2 separate regions of the Pan troglodytes genome follow, and region 2 is linked to region 1. A link is a contact called in public capture Hi-C data. All regions are on one chromosome and are shown on one strand. Each heading gives the region's core, a stretch centred on a gene start, on an enhancer-like site or on the middle of the called end of the contact. The rest is flanking DNA. Distances are from core to core; before and after follow the strand shown. Region 1 overlaps MORC2 (MORC family CW-type zinc finger 2). Region 2 has its middle 8.7 kb from the start of PLA2G3.

Region 1 (6,611 bases), core at 2,584-5,083:
TGTGGGAGGGGACTTGGCTGCAGGGCCACCTGGAGAAAGGTGGTGGCCTTTGGAGATCAGAGAGGGCCAGGTTAGGCTTGACCTCGGGGCCTTGATGAATGTGTGGGGCTTTATTAAGCAAGGATGTGCCAGTATCAGATTCTTTTAAGAAGGTCCATGTAGCGATTGTGTGGTGATTGGGTTGGAAAGGTTAGGGTGAGTGTTGGAGTGTTCCAGTTGAGAGGCCCAGGCTCTGTAGCTTGGCGGTACTCGCCCAAGGGAGGTGAGAGAAATACATGGAGTTTCCATCTCTTTAGGATGTGGGACCCACAGATTTGGTGATTGATTGATTAGTAGAAGGCGAAAGCGAAGCGGGGGAGTCATGGATGACTCATAGGTTCTGCTGTGGCAGTTGGGGAGTGGGGTCTCTGGAATTGGGAAGAATGAAGAGGGGAAGTATGGAGGAGAAGAGTGTAAGTTTCTTCTGGACATGCAAAGTGAAGTCTGGGTCTGGCGTTTGGGGGAAGTCTGGGGGCTTCAGCATTCTTGGTAGCAAACGAGGTCACCTAATGGAGAGAATAGAGTGAGAAGAGGATCTGGGACCTAGAGCATGCCAATATCTAAAGGTCGGGGAGAGGAGAAGGGGGCCAGAGGGACAAAGGGGTAGCCAGAAAGGTAGGAAGAAAACTGGGCAAGTGTACCATTGAACTAAAGGAGAAGTGTTCCTGAGGGGAGGGATGGGGTGCCCATGGGAGTGAACGCCAATGTTTAAAGTGATGCCATTGTCACCTGGGACGGCTGTGAAGAATGAGAGGCGTAGTGAGGTACAGGTTTATAGAACACAAATGGAACTCAGTTCCCGTGGTGGAGAGGCTAGGTTGAGATTTTTTCCTTACTTGGTGCTAGAAGGTCGCTATTTTGGATTGTACTCTAGTGCAAACTCAGCCAAGATTTCAAAATAAGATCATTTTCAGTTGAGGAGGAATGTGTCCAGACCAGCCCTTGGGTTGAATAGTTGCAGCACAAAGCTTCTTAGAAACCAGCAAAATGGGCCGGGCCTGGTGGCTCACGCCTATAATCCCAGCACTTTGGGAGGCTGAGGCGGGCAGATCATGTGGTCAAGACCAGCCTGACCAATATGGTGAAACCCCGTCTCTACTAAAAATAGAAAAATTAGCTGGGCATGGCAGTGTACGCCTAGTCCCAGCTACTTGAGAGGCTGAGGCAGGAGAATCACTTGAACCCAGGAGGCGGAGGTTGCAGTGAGCCGAGATCGTGCCATTGGTGGAGGTTGCATTGAGCTGAGATCATGCCATTGCACTCCAGCCTGGGCGACAAGAGCAAGACTCCGTCTCAAAAAAAATAAAATAAAAAAACCCAGCAAAATGTCTCAGAACTCTTAACAGTTTGTCACCCCAGCACTTGTTAAGATTACAGAGTCCCTTTTTCCTAAGGGTTTGAACCCCTGAGGTGCTTAGCCTGGCCTGCTCTGCAGAGGAAATCCTTCAGGCAGCCATCTGCAGGGCTCTGCAAGGGCTGCGGCCTCATAACCACCGAGGGAGGAGCCTCTGGGGAAGTGGCATATGAGGTTGGGTTTTTGAAGAAAGAGTAGGATTTTTTAAAACATCACTTACACATTACTTAAATTAAATTTCACATAAATGGAAGAGTGTATTGAAATATTTATGCAGTTCAGAGGACAATTTTAAAGGCAACACCTGTGTTGCCACCATCACAGACTGATGTTAGAAGTGTCCTGTGTGCCCTCATCAGTTATATTTCTTCTTGTGCCCCCGAAGGAACTGCCTTCAGGTAACTTTTGTGATAATGATTTCCTTCTTTTTCACTATAGTTTGTCACCCTTGTATGCATTTTTAAATAATAGTTTAGTTTTGCCTATTTGTGAATTTTTTAGAAATGGACTCTTACTGTAGGTATTTTTTGTATCCTATTTCATATAACACTGTGTTTATGTTGTTCATCCATGTTGATGCTAGTAGTGGTTAGTTCATTTGTATCACTATATAGTGTTCCATTGTACAGTTTAATTTGGCCACTCTAGAATGGATATTTGGGTTATTTTTATTTATTTATTTATTTTTGAGATGGAGTCTTGCTCTGTTGCCCAGGCTGGAGTGCAGTGGCGCGATCTCAGCTCACTGCAACCTCCGCCTCCCAGATTCAAGCAATTCTCCTGTCTCAGCCTCCTGAGTAGCTGGGGCTACAGACGCACGCTGCCACGCCCGGCTAATTTTTTGTATTTTAGTGGAGACCGGGATTCACCATGTTGCCCAGACTGGTCTCGAACTCCTGAGCTCGGGCAGTCCATCCACCTCAGCCTCCCAAAGTGCTGGGATTACAGACATGAGCCACTGCACCAGGCCTGGGTTATTTTTGTACATGTTTACTGGTACATATGTACAAAAGTTTCTCCTAGGGTATGTACCTAGGAGTGGAATTGCTGAGTTTTAGGTTATGTTATGTGTATTTACTGATTCACTAGATAATTGCAAATATATTTTCCCTAGTGGTAAGAGTAGAATTTTTACCAAATTAAGAAAATGACCAGGGACGTCCCAAGCAGGGAACTTCTCATGCAGAGACCCTAAGCACATAAACCAACATCTCCTGAAGGAAGTAGTCTTGTGTGGCTGAGTCTTGGGAAGAGGCAGAAACCCTGAAGCTCACAGAGCCTCTGGTGCCAGGCTGTGGAGCTTGGGCCTCACCTACAGGGCAGTGTGGAGCTGCTGTGGGGAGGGACAAGAGAGATGCACATTTGGGAGGAAGGCTGTTCTGGGGCTTCCCTTAAAGTGCCTGCTCATGTTTACTCCACAGGTGATAGTCCCACTGCCCACCTGGAATGCTCGGACCCGGGAACCTGTCACAGACAATGTAGAGAAATTTGCCATTGAGACAGAACTCATCTATAAGTACTCTCCATTCCGCACTGAGGAGGAAGTGATGACCCAGTTTATGAAGATTCCTGGGGACAGTGGTAAGTAGGCTTTGAGCCTGTAGCCCCTAGAATCTGGGAGCTCCAGAATCACAAGTAGTGTGGGGGTGGGCCGGGGGATCTGGCAGGACAAAAGATTTCTGTTTCTCAGGAACATTGGTGATCATCTTCAATCTCAAACTCATGGATAATGGAGAGCCAGAACTAGACATAATCTCAAATCCAAGAGATATCCAGATGGCAGAGACGTCCCCAGAGGGCACGTGAGTGTGGCTGGGAAGGGAGGGAGGCCCTGGAACTGGCGTTTGTGCTCTCAGGAGATGGCTTCAGGGAAAGAGGGGAGAGCACATTCATTGCCCAGTGTTCTGTGGTAGGGTAGTATGTAGGGCCAGCTCAGTTGCCTGTGGGGTACCTGTGCTGAGGACGTGAGAGGGGCGGGATGTGGTGCTCACACTAAGGGAGCACCAGTTCAGGGCAGCAGCAGAAGTCAGTACCTAACATGGAAAGGTGGAGAGCCTGCAGAGAGGATGTTGTGCCCTTGGTCAGGCCTGTTGTGAAGCAGGTGACAGCACTTCTCTGTTTTTGCCCTCTCCAGGAAGCCAGAGCGGCGCTCGTTCCGTGCCTATGCCGCTGTGCTCTATATTGATCCCCGGATGAGGATCTTCATCCATGGGCACAAGGTGCAGACCAAGAGGCTCTCCTGCTGCCTGTACAAGCCCAGGTAGGGGCCAGTGCCCCTTGGCCCGCTGTCTCCCATGGGTCGAGGATGTGGCCGCGTTTCTCTGGGGCATTGTTAGAGGGATGCTATATAAGAGGCTCTGGCAGTGCTGACTACGTTTGGGACTTTAAGTTGCCTGTGATTGGTCACAGGGTCAGTTCTGGGTCCTAGGGGAGGGACAGATCAGCTGTGGAGGTGGCTGGCTAAGCTCATTGAGTGTGTGTGCCTCTGTGACAGGGAGGGTGCCCTGCCTGGCTCAGTGAGCTGTCTGAGTCTCTTGGCTTTAGGGCCAAGGGGCCTTTAGACACTATATAGGAAAGCAGTGGGCTTGGCTTACTCCTGAGGTTTGTTTCTGCTGTGGGATGAATGACAACCCTGGTGAATGGTGAGGTTGCTTATCAAAGACAGCAGGAGGCTAAGGGCAAGTGGAATAAGGAATTACATCTTTTTGCTGAATTGAGCTTAGATTTGTCTCATCATGAGGGGCCAGGACAGCACAGCTTGGGAGGAGGCAGGAAGGCAGGGTGCTTCCTGTGCTTGGGTGTGCCACCTGCCCCACTGCTGCCTGGGCCATCAGCTTGCTTTTTCTACTGATCAGGATGTACAAGTACACGTCAAGCCGTTTCAAGACCCGTGCGGAGCAGGAGGTGAAGAAAGCAGAGCACGTAGCAAGGATTGGTAATGCCACTCTGGGTGCAGGAGTTGGGGGGGTGTGCATCTGGGGTATACTGCTTGTGGGCAAAGTGGGGTTCCAGGAAAAGGCTGAGTCCACAACTCAGGGACAAGGCTGGTCTCCTGAAGCATAATTCAGTTCCTTTGCAGCCCCTTTCACTACATGCCAACTCCCTCAGCATTTCTTCTTTCTACACTCCACTTTCTCTTCTTCAGCCATTTATAGGGCCTAAAAGTGTCAACTCTTTGGCTTATCCCAATTGAAGAATCCCACTGAGTTCTCTGGTGCAAATACTTGTGAAATTGCTTTTCCTAACTTCAGGGCAAACATCTCAGGGGCTCTCTCGCTGTTCAGGGTTTCTCAGGGTTTCTCGGCTGCTTGTTGGAGAGTGATTGGCTGAAGACTTCTTTAGCTTCCAGCTCAAGCTGAGTGTTCAACTGGTTGCCCTAGGTGTTTTTTTTTTTTTTTTTTTTAAAACCTGTTCTGGTTCATTTGTAAAGTTTCCTTGGGGCCTCCGTGATAGGTTTGAATGCCAGATTTTCCTTCTGTGACTGACTGCCGTCCAGGCACAGAGGCTGCCCTCACATTGCTCACCAGCCATAGCTCCCCCTACTCTTCTTTTCCTTGGTGGTGTACACACTTCGTGTCCAGTACTGTGGATCCAGGAGGGATGACCAAGAGTTTTGAACCTTTGCATTTCTTAGAACCTTTGCATTTCTTACCATGTTCTCTTCTGGGTTTCAGCTGAAGAGAAGGCGCGGGAGGCAGAGAGCAAAGCTCGGACATTAGAAGTACGCCTAGGTGGAGACCTCACGCGGGACTCCAGGGTAAGGTCCCGGCCCAGGCGGCTGTTCTCCAGCGTTTCTGGCACTAGGAGCCCATGTCCCATGAGCCTGGTCAAGTAAAACACAGCTTTTGAGTTTGTCCCCAGTGAGGGCTGTTTTCTGTAGAAAGAAGTAAATTTCCAGGTGTGGTTTTACATCTTTGAGATAAATTGAGATGTCTTAGATGTAATGTTTCAATATTCCCTGCTGTGGCCTAGAGTGCCTCCTCCCCTCACCTGATGTCAATGTGTGCAGGTGATGTTGCGACAGGTCCAGAACAGAGCCATCACTCTGCGCAGAGAAGCTGATGTCAAGAAGAGGATCAAGGAGGCCAAGCAGCGGTGAGTGCCAGGCCTGTCCTTGGATCTTTTAAACTGACGTAGCTTTTGGACTGATTATTGACAGGTTGCTATTCTGTCACCAAGACTGCTTTGTTTTAATGCCAAATGCTTGTCAAATGCCTCCTGCAGGAGGGAAGTCTTAATCCTAGCCCCCAGCCCTTTTTTGAGTCATAAAGACAGGGCAGGGCTGACAACCTTGGCTCGAGCACCAAAACCATCCTTTGGCACTGTCTTACCTTTTCCCTTTTTCTTTCTTTCTTTTCATTTAAAGGATGTATAAAATGCTCATTGTATAAAACTTGAAAAATATAAAATGTTTAAGGAGTAACATTTTTAAACTCCCTTATACTTCTACCACCTGGTGATACGACCCTATTTTTTATGTTACATATATATTTTTTCATATTCATTTTCTCCTCAGTGGTTATGTATGTAGAATAATGCTGGAGATTGAGTGTTGTATACTTTTGCATTTAGAACCAGCATTTGTCCTGGATCATTAAGTTTCCTGCTTGTCCCACCTCCATGTCTGGATCCTCTTTGGACTCTGTGGCTTGATTTACTGTTTTGCCTCTTGTTGGCCTCCTTGGCACAGGCATGGGTTTCAGGTTTTTTCTCTGCAAGTCAGTCCACTCCTCATCCATCTGCTTTTCAGCTCTAAGTTTTTGTTGATAGTAATCACATGATGGTGTCTTATTGCACATGCTTATTATTCTTGTGAATTTTTGCCTTTTAAAATAATAATAATTGGCCGGGCACGGTGGCTCACGCCTGTAATCCCAGCACTTTGGGAGGCCGAGGTGGGTGGATCACGAGGTCAGGAGATTGAGACCATCCTGGCTAACACAGTGAAACCCTGTCTCTACTAAAAATACAAAAAATTAGCCAGGCATGGTGGCGGGCACCTGTAGTCCCAGCTACTTGGGAGGCTGAGGCAGGAGAATGGTGTGAATGCAGGGTGCAGAGATTGCAGTGAGCGGAGATCGCACCACTGCACTCCAGCCTGGGCGACAGAGCAAGACTATGTCTCAAAAAAAAATTATAATAATTTACTATCATACTAGTGGAATTTTGGGGAAGGTATGACGATAACCTGATGTTTATTCCAACATATAATTGTCTT
Region 2 (6,611 bases), core at 2,215-4,714, 210 kb before region 1:
TGTCCAGGCTGGTCTGGAACTTCTGGAGTCAAGCAACCTGCCTGCCTTGGCCTCCCAGATTACTGAGGTTATAGATGTGAGCCACTGTGCCTGGCCGGGAGGTCCTTTTCTTTTTTTCTTTTTTTTTTGAGACAGAATCTCACTCTGTCGCCCAGGCTGGAGTGCAGTGGTGCAATCTCTGCTCACTACAACCTCTGCCTCCCGAGTTCAAGCGATTCTCCTGTCTCAGCGTCCTGAGTAGTTGGGATTACAGGTGCGCGCCACCACGCCCAGCTAATTATTTTGTATTTTTAGTGGAAACAGGGTTTCACCATGTTGGTCAGGCTGGTCTCAAACTCCTGGAGGTCATTTTCGCATACTTTCCTCAGTGAGTCCTTTTAACAGTTCATTGAGGAAAGAAGTATTTGTGGCCACTTTACAGAGGGAAGCTGAAGTTCAGAGAGGTGAGGAAATGTGACCAAGGTCACACAACAAGGAAATAGAGCCAGATTCAGTGCTTCCAAGTCCAGAAGGGTGAACTAGAAGTAGGGTTGCCAGATAAAATACAGGATATGCCCAATTAAATTTGAAGTTCACATAAACATCAAATTTTAAAAAATATAAATATGTCCCAAATATCACCTGGGACATACTTACATTTAAAAATTATTATGCTGGGTGCGGTGGCTTATGCCTGTAATCCCAACAGTTTGGGAAGCCAAGGCAGGAGGATCGCTTGAAGCCAGGAATTTGAGGCCAGCTTGGGCCACATAGACCCCATCTCTACTAAAAGTTTTAAAAATTAGCCAGGCGTGGTGGCGCACGCCTATAGTCCCAGTTACTCAGGAGGCAGAAGTGGGAGGATCACTTGAGCCCAGGAATTCAAGGCTGCAGTGAGCCATGATTGTGCCACTGCACTCCAGTCTGGGCAACAAAGCAAGATCTTTTCTCAAAAGAAAAAAAAATTACATGTTGTTTATCTGAAATTCAAAATTAACTTGACTTTTCTTTTTTGCTAAATCTTTGGTAGAGGGAATGCCTACACCTTGACAGCATAAAAGGGTAGAGCCTAGGACTGTGGGGTCTGGGAGAGAAGTGAGAGTGACTTCGCGACCCCTTCTCAGGCCTCGAGGAGGAGGCCCAGGCACTAGCACCAAGCCACCAGGGTCTACACAAACCAGGGTCTACACAGCTCCCAGACAGGTGTCTAGAAACTTTCCCAGGATGTAGGGCAATGAACACTTAAAGGGACAATGGCCCTCAGACTCTCCCCAACCCTGTACCACATTTATTCACCCTCCTCCATACCAAGAAATTACCCTATCCTTTGTCCTCCATGTTCAGACCAAACACCTGGGAATCATTCTTGTTTCCCCAATGCTACATGTAGAGCTGTGCTATCCAAAACAGTGGTCTTTAGCCTCATGTGGCTGAGTGCTTGAGATGGAATCCAAATTGAAATGCACAATAAGTGTAAATAAAATACACACAGGATATCAAAAACTTGGTACCAAAAAAGGGTGTAAGATGGCTTGTTAATAATTTAAAAATAGTGATTACATATTGAAATAATATTTTACACATCGGATCACATAAAGTGTATTATTAATCTTTTTTTTGAGACCGGGTCTCACTCTCTCATCCAGACTGGAGTGCAGTGGCAGGATTGATCAAAGTTCATTGCAGCCTGAAGTCCTGGACTCAAAGTGATCCTCCCACCTCAGCCACCAGGGGCGCACCACCAGGTCCAGCTCACAAAATGTGTTATTAAAATTACTTTCACCTCTTTCTTTTATGTTCTCGATGGCTAGAAAATTTCAGATTACATTTGTGGCTAGCATTGGAATTCTGTTGACCAGTGTGGGTGCAGACATGGTCTGATTTGTTCATCTGTAAAATAGGTTTGGAGAGGTGGAGTCATTGGCTGATAGTCATACGCAGCGTCCAACCTTGGCATAGTGGGATGGGAAATCAGGTTATTTTGAACCCTGAGCCCATGGCTACCCGTCAGCCCCTGGGCTGACATTTGACCTCTTCCAGAATCATATGCCCTCCTGAAACCACAACCAGTCCTCAGTGGAGACCTAAGGTATGCTCGCCCATCCTAGTGTGGGGACTTGGGGGTGGGGGTGGGGGCGGGGGCTTCCTGAATGGGATTGTAATCCCCCACCAAATTCACCTTGCCTGCTGCCTAGACAGAGCCGATTTATCAAGACAGGGGAATTGGAATGGGGAAAGAGTAATTCATGTAGAGCCGGCTGTGGGGGAGACCCGAGTTTTATTGTTACTCAAATCAGTCTTCCAGAGCATTTGGAGATCAGAGTTTTTAAAGGTAATTTGTAGGGGGTTAGGAAGTGGGGAGTGCTGATTGGTCAGGTTGGAGATGGAATTATAGGGGGTCGAAGGGAGTTTTTCTTGCTGTCTTCTGTTCCTGGGCGGGATGGCAGAGCTGGTTGAGCCACATTACTTGTCTGGGTAGTGTCAGCTGATCCATCCAGTGCAGGGTCTGCAAAATACCTCAAGCAATGATCTTAGATTTTACAAAACTGATGTTATCCCCAGGAGCAATTTGGGGAGGTTCAGACTCTTGGAGCCGGAGGCTGCATGACCCTAAACTGTAATTTCTAATCTTGTAGCTAATCTGTTAGTCTTGCAAAAACAGACTGGTCCCCACCAGGCAAGAAAAGGGTCTTTTTGGAAAAGGGCTATTACCAATTTTGTTTCAGAGTCAAATGATTAACTGAATTCCTTCCCAAAGTTAGTTTGGCCTACGCCCAGGGATGAACAAGGTCAGCTTAAAGGTTAGAAGCAAGATGGAGTCGGTGAGGTCTGATTTCTTTCAGTGTCATGATTTCCTCAGTTACAATTTTTGCAAAGGTGGTTTCAGGATGGCTAAGCCAACATCTGAAGGATGAGTAAGAACAAGCCAGGTAAAGAAGGGGGAAAAGTGTTTTAGGCAAAGGGAACAGCATGTGCAAAGGCTCTTAGAGAGTGTGTTAATTGAGAATATGAATGTAGTTCCGTGTGGTTAGAACAGAGATGTGGGGAGTAGGTGAGGTCAGCTGGGCTCAGATCCTGCAGTGCCCACCAGGCTTCAGCATGAGGGCCAGAGAGGTCAGAAGACAGATGTAGACAGTGGAGAGACCTGGCTATGTTTGTGTTTTAGAAAGATTGGGCCTGCTGCCGTTTGGAGAACCACTGTTCCAAGAGATAAAATTGAGAACCAGAGAAGAAAAGGGCTTGTTCAGGGTCATATAGCAAATCAGAGCCAAGAAGGACTAGGCTAGCAGGCACAACCAACCAGGAAAGGAGCAGACAGCCTTGTTCAGGAGTCTCAAGGAGGCACTGGCATGGGGTGTCCACTAGATGACAGCAGAGGCTGGACCAAACTCCAGGGGCTTCGGGCAGGACCCACCCTGCTTTTCCACAAGCCTTCCTCTTTCCATTTCCCTGGTCTGGGCATCAGAGGGCCTCTTTCCTAACCCTTTTCTCCAGACCCCAGAGCAGCAAGGAGAGCCCTGGGTGTCAGGAGGCTCAGAGACTAGCCCTAGCTCCATTTCCCCTCTGCCATTGACATAGGGCAAATTCAAAGATTAAAAACTGCTTGAGAACTTGAGTCTTTGGCTGTAGAAATAGAAGTGGCATTATTAGTCTACCAGGAGCCACATTCTGTAGTTAGATCTCCTGCTGAGCCTCTTGATCCTCCTTTAATGCTCCCTGTCCACCCACCCTCTTCATTCTATCTTGTGAGTTAGACTCCCAGAGACTGTCAATGGCCCCAAGGCCCAGGCCAACCCTAAGAGGGAAGGAAGGGATGTGAGCTAAGTTGTCTGAGTTAGAGCCAACACAAACAGCCCAGGTTTAAACCTCAGCCAAGGGGCCTTGTGTAGAACAAAATAGTGGATATGTCGCAGAGCTTTGGGCAAATCTGATCTCCTCCTAGGGCCTCCATTGTGAAATGAGGTGAAGAGTCCCTGGGTGTCTTCACTTCACTCCTGCTGGGCAGGGTTACCAGATATAGTAAACAAAAACACAGGATATGCAGTTAAATTAGAATTTCAGATAACTAAAAAAAAATTGCAGCCAGGCACGGTGGCTCATGCCTGTAATCCCAGCACTTTGGGAGGCCAAGGCAGGCAGATCACTTGAGGTCAGGAGTTCAAGACCAGCCTGTTCAACACGGTGAAACCCTATCTCTATGAAAAATACAAAAATTAGCTGGGTGTGGTGGCGGGAGCCTGTAATCCAAGCTACTCAGAAGGCTGAGGCAAGAGAATCGCTTAAACCCAGGAGGTGGAGATTGCAGTGAGCCGAGATTGTGCCACTGCACTCCAGCCTGGGTAACAGAGCAAACTCCATCTAAAAAATAAAAATAAAAATAAATAATAATAATTGCAATGTTTGGGCATATACTTACATAAAAATTATTTATTGTTTTCTGAAATTCAAATTTAACTAGACTTTTTTTTTTTTTTTATCTGACAACTCTAGTACTGGGACATGGTAGGATGTCAAGTGGTGTTGGAACAGGAGGGGAGTGAATCTTGCACTCAGCATCATTCTATCCCATACCCCAAGGTCCTTTGGGGCTTCATTGTCCAGGTAGGTAGAGCTCTCACAGCCCATTCTGCCCCTTGTTTCTACTGGATTTCCCTATAGTTTCTGGCTTACTGTGAGGCATTCCCCTCAGTGAGCTCCTTCCCCAACTCTGATCTTCACTGCACTCCAGGGAAGAAAGAAAAGTAGGCATAAGCATCCCAATCAGTAGAGTGTATAACAGGGATTCAGCCAAAGTAACTGACTTGCCCAAGGCTGCCCAGGAGGGGAAGTGGAGCTAGGGGTTGAACCCAGGGTATAGGGAAGGATCTCCTGGGCTTCTTAGAACCCCACTAGCAGGCTGGAGTCATCTGGGGACATAGAAGGAGCCCACATTCTACAGCCTGGTGAACTGAATATCAGGTCAGTCACACCGCCATCTTGCCTGGCTTCTGCCCTCAAGTGCCCTCCTTAAATGAAGATCTCATTTGTCAAAGGCTACTGTGTGTCAGTCACTGAGGCACTTTAGTTACACTCACATTAGTCCTCATGGCATAAATGTTATTATCTCCGCTTTACCAATGAGGCCCAAAGAGGCAAAAAGACTTGGCTGAGATCACACAGAAAGTGAGAAAAAATCTAGGTCTCAAATTTGGGTCTGATCTGGGCTTATTCCATCCTACCATACTGCCTTCCCTACACCAGTGGTGTTAGATACACCTGGAGTTTTTAGGTGGAAGATTAATCTGCAAACAATAACAGTTTTGTTTCTTCCTTTCCAAACTTGACAATTTGTATTTTTTTCTTGTCTTATTGCATTGACTGGGACTTTTAGTAGCATTAATAGTAGGTACCCATGGTGTGTTCCTGATTTTAATAGAATGTTTCTATGTTAGTTACCTATTGCTGTGTTAAAAAAAAATTAGCATCTCAAACAAACATTTATTTTATTTTATTTTATTTATTTTTTTTTTTTTTTGAGACGGAGTCTCGCTGTGTCTCCCAGGCTGGAGTGCAGTGGCGCGATCTCGGCTCACTGCAAGCTCCGCCTCCTGGGTTCACGCCATTCTCCTGCATCAGCCTCCCAAGTAGCTGGGACTACAGGCGCCCGCCAACACGCCCGGCTAATTTTTTGTATTTTTAGTAGAAACGGGGTTTCACCGTGTTAGCCAAGATGGTCTCGATCTCCTGACCTCGTGATCCACCCGCCTCGGCCTCCCAAAGTGCTAGGATTACAGGCGTGAGCCACCGCGCCCGGCCAACAAACATTTATTAACTCACAGTTTCTGAAGGTTAGGAATTCAAGAGTAGCTCAGTTGAATAGTTCTGGCTCAGAATGCATGAGGTTAAAGTAATGACATCAGCCACATTTCTCCAAAGAAAATACAGGTTGAGCATCCCTAGTCCAAAAATACAAAATCCAAAATGCTCCAAAATCCAAAAGTTTTTGAGTGCTAACGTGATCCTCAAAAGAAATGCTTGTTGGAGCATTTAAGATTTTGGGTTTTCTGATTAGAGATGTCCAGCTGGTTAAGTATAATGCAAATATTCCAAAATCTGAAAAAAACCCAAATCTGAACACTTCTGGTCCCAAACATTTCAGATAAGGGATACTCAACATGTATATAAATGGCCAATAAGCACATGAAAAGATGCTCAATATCATTAGTCATCAGGGAAATGCAAATCAAAATCACAATGAGATACCACTTCACAATAGGACAGCTATAAAGACAGACAATAACTAATGTTGGCAAGGATGTGGTGAAATCAGAACTTTCATACACTGCAGTTAAGAATGTAAAATAGTGCAGTCACTGTGGGTGCAGCGCACCAGCATGGCACATGTATACATATGTAACTAACCTGCACATTGTGCACATGTACCCTAAAACGTAAAGTATAATAATAATAAATTAAAAAAAAATAGTGCAGTCACTTTGAAAATCAGCCTGGCAGTTCCTCAAAATGTTAAATATAGAGTTAGCATATGACCCAGCAATTTCACTCCTAGGTATATACCCAAGAGAAATAAAATCATACGTCCATGGCCAGGCGTGGCAGCTCATGCCAGTAATCCCAGCACTTTGGGAGGC

Evidence for each region. Capture Hi-C pulls out chosen DNA fragments and counts their contacts.
Region 2: a capture Hi-C map of stem cell-derived neural stem cells shows a contact between it and region 1, with 5 times the contacts expected there. The contact joins two enhancer-like sites. A contact is called at or near these places in 4 of 7 Hi-C or Micro-C datasets (blood, induced pluripotent stem cells and stem cell-derived neural progenitor cells), 1 of 1 datasets of contacts at active chromatin or transcription factors (stem cell-derived excitatory neurons) and 1 of 1 other capture datasets (stem cell-derived neural stem cells).

What each region holds. Positions count from the first base shown.
Region 1 is chr23:33,059,088-33,065,698 of NHGRI_mPanTro3-v2.0_pri, reverse strand. It overlaps MORC2 (MORC family CW-type zinc finger 2), which reads left to right. Exons shown (of 26, transcript XM_016938972.4): 7 at 2,815-2,974; 8 at 3,084-3,195; 9 at 3,528-3,653; 10 at 4,249-4,328; 11 at 5,068-5,150; 12 at 5,403-5,488. Among named protein-coding and RNA genes, the nearest start is that of TUG1, 28 kb to the left of the region's middle. Within about 2 kb of position 3,833, at least 1 of the 24 cell types and tissues checked has an H3K27ac peak or open chromatin away from gene starts, as enhancers often do. A contact at or near this core is called in stem cell-derived neural stem cells, where this site is marked.
Region 2 is chr23:33,264,959-33,271,569 of NHGRI_mPanTro3-v2.0_pri, reverse strand. No RefSeq gene overlaps it. Among named protein-coding and RNA genes, the nearest start is that of PLA2G3, 8.7 kb to the right of the region's middle. Within about 2 kb of position 3,464, at least 2 of the 24 cell types and tissues checked have an H3K27ac peak or open chromatin away from gene starts, as enhancers often do. A contact at or near this core is called in stem cell-derived neural stem cells, where this site is marked.